3 separate regions of the Mus musculus genome follow, and all the other regions are linked to region 1. A link is a contact called in public Hi-C and promoter capture Hi-C data. All regions are on one chromosome and are shown on one strand. Each heading gives the region's core, a stretch centred on a gene start, on an enhancer-like site or on the middle of the called end of the contact. The rest is flanking DNA. Distances are from core to core; before and after follow the strand shown. Region 1 holds the start of Gdap1 (ganglioside-induced differentiation-associated-protein 1). Region 2 holds the start of 4930444P10Rik (RIKEN cDNA 4930444P10 gene). Region 3 overlaps Rdh10 (retinol dehydrogenase 10 (all-trans)).

What was found. Promoter capture Hi-C pulls out the DNA fragments that hold promoters and counts their contacts. A called contact is a pair of places that touch in the nucleus more often than the background predicts.
Region 2: a promoter capture Hi-C map of hippocampal neurons shows a contact between it and region 1, with 6 times the contacts expected there. The contact joins the promoter of 4930444P10Rik here to the promoter of Gdap1 in region 1. A contact is called at or near these places in 2 of 39 promoter capture datasets (hippocampal neurons and stem cell-derived epiblast-like cells), 1 of 484 Hi-C or Micro-C datasets (the N1E-115 cell line) and 1 of 115 datasets of contacts at active chromatin or transcription factors (astrocytes).
Region 3: a Hi-C map of cerebellum shows a contact between it and region 1, with 3 times the contacts expected there. The contact joins the enhancer-like site here to the promoter of Gdap1 in region 1. A contact is called at or near these places in 7 of 39 promoter capture datasets (the HPC-7 cell line, embryonic stem cells, hippocampal neurons and 2 more), 2 of 484 Hi-C or Micro-C datasets (the N1E-115 cell line and cerebellum) and 2 of 115 datasets of contacts at active chromatin or transcription factors (astrocytes and embryonic stem cells).

The regions. Positions count from the first base shown.
Region 1 is chr1:17,143,629-17,146,976 of GRCm38.p6, forward strand. Gdap1 (ganglioside-induced differentiation-associated-protein 1) reads left to right here and starts at 1,745. Exons shown (of 6, transcript NM_010267.3): 1 at 1,745-1,960; 2 at 3,308-3,348. The coding sequence starts at 1,844.
Region 2 is chr1:16,091,742-16,095,089 of GRCm38.p6, forward strand. 4930444P10Rik (RIKEN cDNA 4930444P10 gene) reads right to left here and starts at 1,584. Exons shown (of 5, transcript NM_001243238.2): 1 at 1,233-1,584.
Region 3 is chr1:16,109,142-16,112,489 of GRCm38.p6, forward strand. All of the region lies in intron 2 of Rdh10 (retinol dehydrogenase 10 (all-trans)), which reads left to right. Among named protein-coding and RNA genes, the nearest start is that of Rdh10, 4.9 kb to the left of the region's middle. Within about 2 kb of position 1,865, at least 31 of the 459 cell types and tissues checked have an H3K27ac peak or open chromatin away from gene starts, as enhancers often do. A contact at or near this core is called in astrocytes and cerebellum, where this site is marked.

The sequences.
Region 1 (3,348 bases), core at 495-2,994:
CCCCACTCCCCTACCCCCCCCACTCCCCCTTTTTGGCCCTGGCGTTCCCCTGTTCTGGGGCATATAAAGTTTGTGTGTCCAATGGGCCTCTCTTTCCAGTGATGGCCGACTAGGCCATCTTTTGATACATATGCAGCTAGAGTCAAGAGCTCTGGGGTACTGGTTAGTTCATAATGTTGTTCCACCTATAGGGTTGCAGATCCCTTTAGCTCCTTGGGTACTTTCTCTAGCTCCTCCATTGGGAGCCCTGTGATCCATCCATTAGCTGACTGTGAGCATCCACTTCTGTGTTTGCTAGGCCCCGGCATAGTCTCACAAGAGACAGCTACATCTGGGTCCTTTCGATAAAATCTTGCTAGTGTATGCAATGGTATGCCCATGGTATTTCTTTAAGTGAGTTATTAATGTCCTTCTTAAAATCCTCTACCAGAATCATGAGATATGATTTTACATCCGAATCTTGCTGTTTTTGGTGTGTAGGGCTATCCAAGACTTGCTGGATGAAGGCACGAAGGTACCTTGTCCAAGAAGGTCTGTTGCTTCTGTGGCCTGTGTGCTCTCCTGCATGGACCTCCCTCAGATGGACCCCAGATAAAAAATGTCGATCACACCTGAATTCCAAGGGCTGGGCCCTTGCTGTAGGCAAGCCCTTCTTTTGTGGGGAAGGTACACAGAGGACTGAGGGTCAGCTCTTCCTACTGGCTGAGGATGAAGGCCCAAAATGATCCTGTCCAAGAAGCTCTGTTGCTTCTGAGGCCCGTGATCTCCTGTGCGGCCCCCTTCTGAGAGACCCCCTGAATAGAAAATCAAGATAAAAATTCTTAAGAAGAGTGCTCTCTAGTTCGCATTTGCATTTGCCTGACTTCCACATACTGGTCATAGAACCCCTTTGTTATAGAGCAGCTTTGTCATGGCACTAATCCTTGGCAACCCTGTCCACAGTGAGTCTTTGGTCAGATCATGTCTTGGTCACATGATGCCGATGTCAGTGTGAATGAATGTCTTCCTCTTTTTCCTTATATGTATATTATTTCCAAATCCTACCTGATTAGTCTTTATGTGCATCTGCACTCCAGAACGGGACGTCAGACAATCTGAGCTGCCATGTGGTTGCTGGAAATTTAACTTAGGACCTTTGGAAGAGCTCCTAACCACCAACTCATCTCTCCAGACCCATAAAGACACTATTTTTAAGGCCTTGTGAGTAGTATTGCCATTTCGTTTACTGTCTTATTTATCTACTCAGTTCTCACAAAAAGCTTACAGATTAAATAAAATAATCTCTATTTCAAAAATGAAAACAGCAGGACATGATCTCAGGTATTTCTGATATGAACATTCACACTTAATCAATAGGCACTTTTACATTACCATTGTTGATTTATTTGTAAAATACATACTTTGTATTCCATTGTAATATATTCTAATGAAAATTAATTGATACTTAATTTTATTTCTTTGCTCTCTAGAACTCTCCCACCTAAGTAAAAACCCTGAATGTCTTGTGAAACTGGTGCTTTTATGCCCAAGCAACGTCCAAGGCCCAGGAGTATTATTTGCTGTTATCATTTTTCCTTGCCTTAAAAGCCAGACAGTCATATTTTAGAAAATTTCTCTACCTAAAAGTCATCCCATTACATCTCACAGATGATCTCTTAAGGGCCTCAGCCGACTAGGCAGCACAGCATCCTTGGGGAGAAACTACATTTCCCAGAAGCCAGTTCGACCGTAGAGGAAGTCCTTTACGCAACAGGGGGCCTTGAGAAACCAAGGATGCTTGCTGCAGCAAGTGTCTGCAGAGAGCAGGCCAACCCATAAAGCTGCCTGAGTCCTTTCATGCGAAATGGCTCGGAGGCAGGACGAGGCGCGGGCCGGTGTGCCCCTGAGGGTTGAAGGCCCGCCGGACAAGGAGGTCCACCTCATTCTGTACCACTGGACGCACTCCTTCAGCTCTCAAAAGGTAACGGCCTGTAGTCAAGGGCTGCACTCGGTTTCAGCACCAGGACAGCTCCCCGGGCGTGCCTTGTGGGCCTCCAAGCGGCCGGACCCCGGGGGTGCATTCAGAACTGGGGTGCACTAAGTGCACCAGCGGAAATGAGATGATTCGGGAAGGCAGTGACTCAGGTACTGCCACTCAGGAAGCGCCACTAAGAAGCGTCGCGTTCCGCATTTGGCCTAGAGGTTTTGTCCTGGAAAGTGAGAGAAGGGGTTCCTTCCTGCAACCCCTTGATCTACTTTACTCCTAACCCCCAGAAAGAAGGAAGGAAAGAAAGAAAATAAGTAAATTATAGTTTTGAGACAGGGTCTCAAGGTGCAACCCTGCCCAAACAACCTGACCTGTAGACCAAGTTGGCTTGAATTCATGGGAACCTTTTTATCTCCACTCCTCTACTTTTGGGATTGCAGTCTTGGTTCACCATGACAGGCTCTTCCTTAAAAATAGATAGATAGATAGATAGATAGATAGATAGATAGATAGATAGATAAGGAAAGAAAGAAGTTAGGTGTTTAAACTCAGAGACAGAGTCCTTGTCTAGCAGGCCCAAGGTTTGGTAATGCCTAGCATTTAAGGGGTATGCGGTGTGGGGGCAAGACAAATTCATATAAAGGCACCACCTCTCACCAAGGGAATGAAAATGCTTTTATATTCCCAAATTTGCATTCTTTATCAAAGGTGCAAACATATATTTGTACTTAAGGTGGTTCTCTTTTGGATTCCCTAGAGCTGGAGTTACACGCCCTGTGAATCACCCAGGGTGGATGCAGGGGGTCAAGAGCAGTACATTTTTTCAAACCAGTGGTTCCCAGTCTTCCTAGTGCTTCAACCCTTTAATATACTTCCTCATGTTGTGGGGGAACACAACCATAAAATTATTTTCATTGCTATGCATAACTGTAAATTTGCTGCTGTTATGAATTGTAATGTAAATATCTAATATGTAGGACATTTGATATGTGCTTCCTGTGAAAGGTTCGATTGACCCTCAGGTTGAGAACCACTGCCTTAACTGCTATGCCAGCTCTTCAGTCCTGTACATCCGGGGAGAACACATAGTTTGGTTTAAGGCACAAAGATCACAGTGGTGATGAGGAAAGAACAACTGTAATGAAGACAAAATAATTTTCATCCCTGTTATTTTCTTCTGTAATGCTGTCAGTAAGCTGCCAGAATACTTATTTATTCCTTCTAGGAACAGACTTCGTGCAGTGAACTTGTAAAGTACTTCTGGCTCAGGAAGGCAGCTAGGGTTGTTTAGCTGTATCCAGGGAAGGTGAGAACAGCAGTAACCCCTGTGCACTCTTGCAGGTGCGCTTGGTAATTGCTGAAAAGGCACTGAAGTGCGAGGA
Region 2 (3,348 bases), core at 334-2,833, 1.1 Mb before region 1:
TATACCTGACCCAAAGGTTCCGTTTTTCCTGTATAAAGGGAGAAGGGGGCTGGGGACCCATCTGCCATAGCATACAAGTGGAAGTCAGAGGACAACCCTGTAGCGCTGGCTCTCTGAGTTCTGGAATCGAAGCCAAGACATCTGTGCGGCAAATGCCCAGCCTTCGCGTGCTGAGCCATTCCCAGCCTACTCAGCAGTTCTGTTTCAAGGGATTTATTCCACAGAACTGTTTCTTTGTGTAAGAATGTTCATTGTTGGGGAGCTACGACAGCAATCGGGATGGAAAGTGAATGAATAAAAAAAAAAAGTTAGTTGTTGTGAAATATTTGTAAAATGCAAAACCTGAATCCAGTATCAATTAGAAATGTATAGGTTATACCACTCGTGGCCAAAATAACAGAGGAAAATGTGGAAGAAAGAAAACACTGGGCATATTTTAAAGTAAAAGAAGTAGGTAGAAAATAAACCTGTGTCTCAGGGCGAGTCAGCGAAGCGCACCAATGCACAATTTCAAAAACAGACAGTGTGTTTTAAAGTGTAACAACAAAAGTTTTATGAAATATTATTCTAACACTTAACTAATAGGGATTCCATATGCACACAATATGAGACCTGAGGTTTTTTTGTTTCAAAGAACACAATAGCCTGTTTGCCAAGTTGTTTGCATATGTCCCTATGGTTTCCTTGGTGTTTATGACTCCAAAGGGGCTAGATGACCAGTATGGAGAACCAGTACATAAGTCTACATGACCAGCACAATTATTTTCTTGTACCTTTAGATTATAGTGAAAATAAGAAATATACCCACAAATATGAGCACATCAGAAATGATACAAAACAGAATTGGCAATATAGGGCGTTCTGATCCATCTAGTTGAGACTGGAGAAAGAAGGCCATGTGAAAGAAAGGCAACATCTCTGCTCCCAACCTTAGGTTTAAGCTCTAGGAGAGATGCAGAGTGAACTTGTAAAGCTCTGTCCAGGAAACTCAAGGGTCCTTTGCTTGGACAGAACCTAAAAAGTGTGAAAAGAATATTCAGCGTTTCGTCCTCGTTTCCTGACACCTGACCCCACAAACGGTGCCAGTTTAGGTCCTCATGCCCAAGCCATGCTGTCGAAGCGCCTTGAGGGCAGCTTTGGAGTGTTCCACGTGGCTCTGAAGGCATCAGTTTCCCCTTCTTGAAGAGAGCCCTTCCTGGCTCCAGCCTGGAGCCCCGGCTTCCCGCACTCACCGTCCCCGCAGCTGTACAGAGGAGATGGGCTTCTTCAGGTGCCGGACCCACGGCACCAAGGAGGATGTCTGGGCCAGCGGGGGCAGCGGGCAGTGTGGGAGCCAGCGACGGCCGTGGGTGGACGCGAGCTCTCGGCTGAGGCTAGCCGCGTCTCCGGGCTGTCCACCGCGGTGGGGCGGGGCAGCCGGCAGCCTTCTCGCACTGGCACCACTCTCAGGGCGAGCATGCTTGGCGGCCGGCAGCCCGGCGATGTTCCGAGCTCGGCCGCCGCTCAGCAAGGCCGGGGCCAGCCGGGGCCAGCCGGGGCCAGCGAGCGCTCGCAGCTGCGGCCCCGCTTGCCCGGTACACCGTTGGTTGCTAGGCGCCCGTAGCCTGGGGCCGCCCCACTGAGCTAGGCGGATACAGCAGCCTCAGGATAGTGGGCCAAGGTGGATGCTGGGATGGCTGAGAGAGCAGGGAAGGACTCCCAGTCGGTATGAAGCCAGGGTGGATGCCGGCCTTTGGGTCACTTCTGAGAGGGGAGCGATGAAAAAACAAGGCTGGCTGACAGCTGTCCTAATACTCTTCCAAGGGTAGAAGTGAGAATGGACAGTTGGACAAGGAGGGGATTTGTGCCAGGTCACTGGCACATCAGCTGATATCAGTCTCATTTTTCAGATTCATTGTAACTAGACCGTTTCAAGTATTTTGTGGAAAGTGTGTCTCCACCCTACCTTGGACCAGCACCTCACCTACTTAGTAAGATCTCAACATCAGCATGCCTCACACTGCTTAACACAGAGAACATCAGTATTGAAGTTCCCTGTTAAGAAAGCCAATTCAGCCGGGCGTGGTGGCGCACGCCTTTAATCCCAGCACTCGGGAGGCAGAGGCAGGCAGATTTCTGAGTTCGAGGCCAGCCTGGTTTACAAAGTGAGTTCCAGGGCAGCCAGGGCTATACAGAGAAACCCTGTCTCGAAAAAAACAAAACAAAACAAAAAACAACAAAAGAAAGCCAATTCAGATTAGATCCAGGCTGTGATACCAGGGTAGTGAAAGCTAGCCCCTCGTGAAAAACTGGAGGTAGCAGAGCAGTGAGATGGACTTTGCGGTGGAATATTTTCCCAGCATGCTGAAGCTGGGTTTGATCCTTAGTTCAAGGTCATCACAGTAAGTTCAAGGCCAGTCCAGGAAGCACATGATTCTACCTCCAATAAAAACACGTATGTGTACTTTGTATAACTAAAAGAATTCATGAAAAATAAGGATAAAGAGACACATTTAGGATTGGGTTGCATACTAACCAGCAGAACTTAAGACAAGGGTGGAAATTAGGAGAAAATATGTCTGAAGTCCATCTCAAAAACAACTATAAATTCAGTTCTGGGGTTGCATAGTGGAGAATCACATAGAAGAGATTATATGGGTTAAACAATATACCAGCATTCAAACATTTAAGATTGAAAGGTTTTCTTTTCCATGCCCCCCCCCCCCCCGGCTCCTGTACCCTACAGAGCCTGCCTTTCCCCAAACTGTTCTTTGGCTGCATATCTAAAACTCTACCGTAATTCTTTCTTCTTTTTTTTTTTTCCTTAAAGTTCTACTGCTGAGAAATTCAAGATCACGGTGAAGACAGGGTCAGTGTGTGGTGAGGACACAATATTTTCTTTGAGATTCTTGAACACTGCATCCCTCCAGAAAGACAAATGTCACATGGAGAAGGGTAAAAACCAGACCTACTCTCTTGCCTCCAGCCAATTTATAAGGCACTGATCCCACCGATAAGGATGAAGCTCTTAATCTAATCACAGCCAATCTTGTGGGACCTTTAGATGTTAAATTGAGCATTAAGTTTCAGCATGAACACAAACATTTAAAACACAGTAGAAACAAAGAAGGAGCCAATTCTAGAAAATGCACCTCTTATTACAGTGACATAACACAACTCAGGGAGGCCACTGCATTTTACTGTTTTACCATCTCTCCTTAAAGTGTCTGCTTATGTTGTTATTTTTTTGTTGTTGTTTTAAGACAAGGTTTCACAGTGTAGCCTTAGCTGTTCTTAGAACTCACCATGTAGACCAGAGTGGCCTGGAAATCAGAGATCTGCCTGCCTCTGCAGGTGCTGGGATTAAAG
Region 3 (3,348 bases), core at 615-3,114, 1.0 Mb before region 1:
TTGGAAACGCAAGCTTTATATAGTTTATTTCCAAGCTTCTAGAAATAAACATATGAATAAGCTGAGGTCTCTGGTCAAGGCTTTTTTTTTTTTTTTTAAATGAATAAGATCACCATACACAGGAGGGACAAGCACACGTGTACTCGGTGTGCGGTAGATGAATTGAGCAACAGACAAGCTTTTTGCTGCTGCAAGAACAGTCATTATGTGTCACAGCCAACTGAATGGACCTGACAGGACAACTTGTCAACAATACTATATGTTTATAATTCTGAATAATAGGTCTGGCCCTTGCTTGGGCCAGTGGTGGCCACACACACCCTTAACCTCAGCACTCAGGAGACAGAGGCAGCTGAATCTATGAGTCAAGGTTAGTCTGCTAACACAGTGAATTCCAGGGCTACAATAGCAGGACCCTGTCTCCAAAACAAACAAGTCTCGGGGAGAGTATTGCTTCCATTTTTGAGATGTGGTTGAGCTGCCATGCTGATTCCAGTTGACTTGTCAGTCTTAAAAACCTATGCAACCATTAGAAGGTTAGTATGAGCCAGAGACACGGATTTTTATTTCCTCAACCTTTGTCTGAGATGGTGCGAGGTTTCCTAACTATAAACTTTTACCCTCACAAAGTTCCCTCAAGTTTCACCATCTTGACTGTTCTGTGCAAAATTATTTTGATAACTTATAAAAATGTAAATATATCCAGGTTTTTTAAAAAAAAAATCTATTTTATGTATAGGAGTACACTGCAGCTGTCTTTAGATACTCCAGAAGAGGGCATCAGATCCCATTACAGATGGTTGTGAGCTACCCACGTGGTTGCTGGGAATTGAACTCAGGACCTCAGGAAGAACAATCAGTGCTCTTAACCACTGAGCCATCTCTCCAGCCCCTATATCCAGGTTTTTAAAGAAGCCATATAGCCTTCAGTTCAATACCATAGAGCAGTAGCAAATCTTCTCTAGACATTCTATGAAATAAGTGCTGATTTAGAGTGTTAAGAAAAAAAATCTACAGCCTCCTGTGAATGGATGCAGGTTGTACAAGTTCGTCGTTGGGTCTTTTCCTAACATAAGGAAGGACTTGCATCAATTCTTACTCTGGATCGTGTACCAAGGGTGAGCTGCACCTTCCTACCCTCGTCACTGAGCTTTGAGAAGTTGCTTAACCACACAATTTAGGGAGTTCTTGGAAGCCTGGTTCCTAATGACATCACTTTGTATTAAACTATGGGAGGCTCCTGAATTCTCCAGCTGTTTTTCCCCTAAGCATCTAAACTTAAGATTTTATTTTCAATATTGAGTCAGAAAATTCATTTTAGCATTGGAATTTCTGACTTTTTGCCAAGACTTAAGAAACCTTTGGAGAAGTTGAGCGTTAGCAGCTAGAACATAAAAGGCTGTTTTTCCTTTTGAAGGTGGTTGCCCTAGGGTTAGGCGGTATTGCCGAGCACCGCTCCAATTCACCTTCCCTTCTAGTTTCTCTTAGTTGAAAATGCTAGTGGTATGTTTTCAAAGATGTGTTGCCTTGGCTTCCACCATTGTTTCAGAAGAGAATGACCAGTGTGTCTTTTGACTGTGCCTGGTGGGGAAGAGAAGTTACCCTAGTTAAATCGTGGATCCACTGAGCAGAGAATGCGTTCAACTATTTGGACAGGTCATCTTGAGACAGACTTTTAAGTAGCAGTCAGTGTCTGTTTTCATAGAATAACAACGTGCGTGTTGATCCTGACTCATAGTTCAAGTCCTGTTTATTTAGCATGAACTAGAATAGCATGCAACTTCCACTCTGGAGGTGCCATGCAGGCTCCAGCTACTGCTTTTATGCCCCCCTCTTACTGCCCAGAACTCCCTCTTCCTTCCTTCCCTCCTTCTCCTCTTAAGGTCTATTTCAAGATGGTGATGTAAGCTTCCCTCCCCACCCCTGCCTTTACTGATATTCTTGAATTTGGGAACTGTAAGGAGCCTTAGAACTGTCTTATTCAACACCCTGTCTTCTGGTTCCTGCACATGCAGGTAAACACTTTACTCCTAAGCTACACCACAGCCTCAACCCTTACTTGCCAGTGAAGCTGCACTTAAATGAATGCTATAAAACTTTTTGTTGTTTTTTCCATTTCCACTAACTTTTTGTGGCATATTTTGTCCTTTGGTGCATAGGAAGTGCTTTTGGGGATAACTACATAGCAAAGTTGATGACAAACTGTCTGGTGGCAGTTTGTTATACCTGAACTCCTCCACACAGACAACACATACACACATATACACACACACCACACATACACACCACACACACACCACACACACACACACACAAACACACCACACACACACACACCACAAAACAACACATACACACATACACACACCCCTGGAGCTGTATTCTTAGTTAATAAATATTTGATCAGATGTAATGTGCTTCTGCTTAAATATTTAGAAGATAACCTATTCAGCAAGCACTCACTTGGGTCCATGCTGTGAATTCTGGATAGGGAAACATCATGCTGGACTAACTCAAGCTGTCAAGTCTTCAAGTCAGAGTTGGCTTCCATTCATTATTTGTGTCTCCCTTTGTTTACTACCCTCTTGTCCTGCCCCCTGTATACTCACCTTTCCTTAGTGCACTGTGCCTGCTACTTGGTGTAAGGCTCAGGCTTTTTTAAAAGAGAGCTGTTGTAGGCCACTGTGAATTAGACTCAGACCGAATGCAGGGCAGCCATCATTCATTTTCCCTGTGACTCAGGCCTCCAGAAGAGAACCTGTATTTTCAGTGGCTTGAGTCCTTCTGAGCCAAGTGCACTTGGCAGACTTGGAAGGCTTTTTGGCTGCCTGTCATATTTGGCACAGTCTCCTGGTCAGCATTGACATTAACTTTTAAAGTCCTTTTGTGCCTAACAGATCTTGCAGGAACCTTCTCCTGGTCGAGATAGTCAGGAAATGAATAATAAATGCAAGGTAGGCTTTAGTGAACTGTGGAACCAGACCACCGAGGACAAGTGCGCATTTGCATGGAAGTCATTGTCTCAGCAAGAGGCAAGAACCTGAAAACACACCTCTATTCTACCAAGTGACCCAGAAGCAGGCCTGCATACGCTGACTGCACTCTCGCACTTCCCCAAAATAGTTAACTTAGCTTTACTTACTGTTTTTCTGGAGCAGGAGTAGAATCTGTTTGTTTCTGAGCCAGAGTTTATCTGTAGGTTCCTTTTGACCAATGGACTGTGTTTGGCTTTTATCAAAATGGCAAACTGATCCCTGATTACCCAAAAGGGGAACGCAAAAGTGTTCACCCCAGGCCTTTTATGTGCAGAAGGAATCTTCCGTGGTAAAGGACTAAATCTGTCAGATA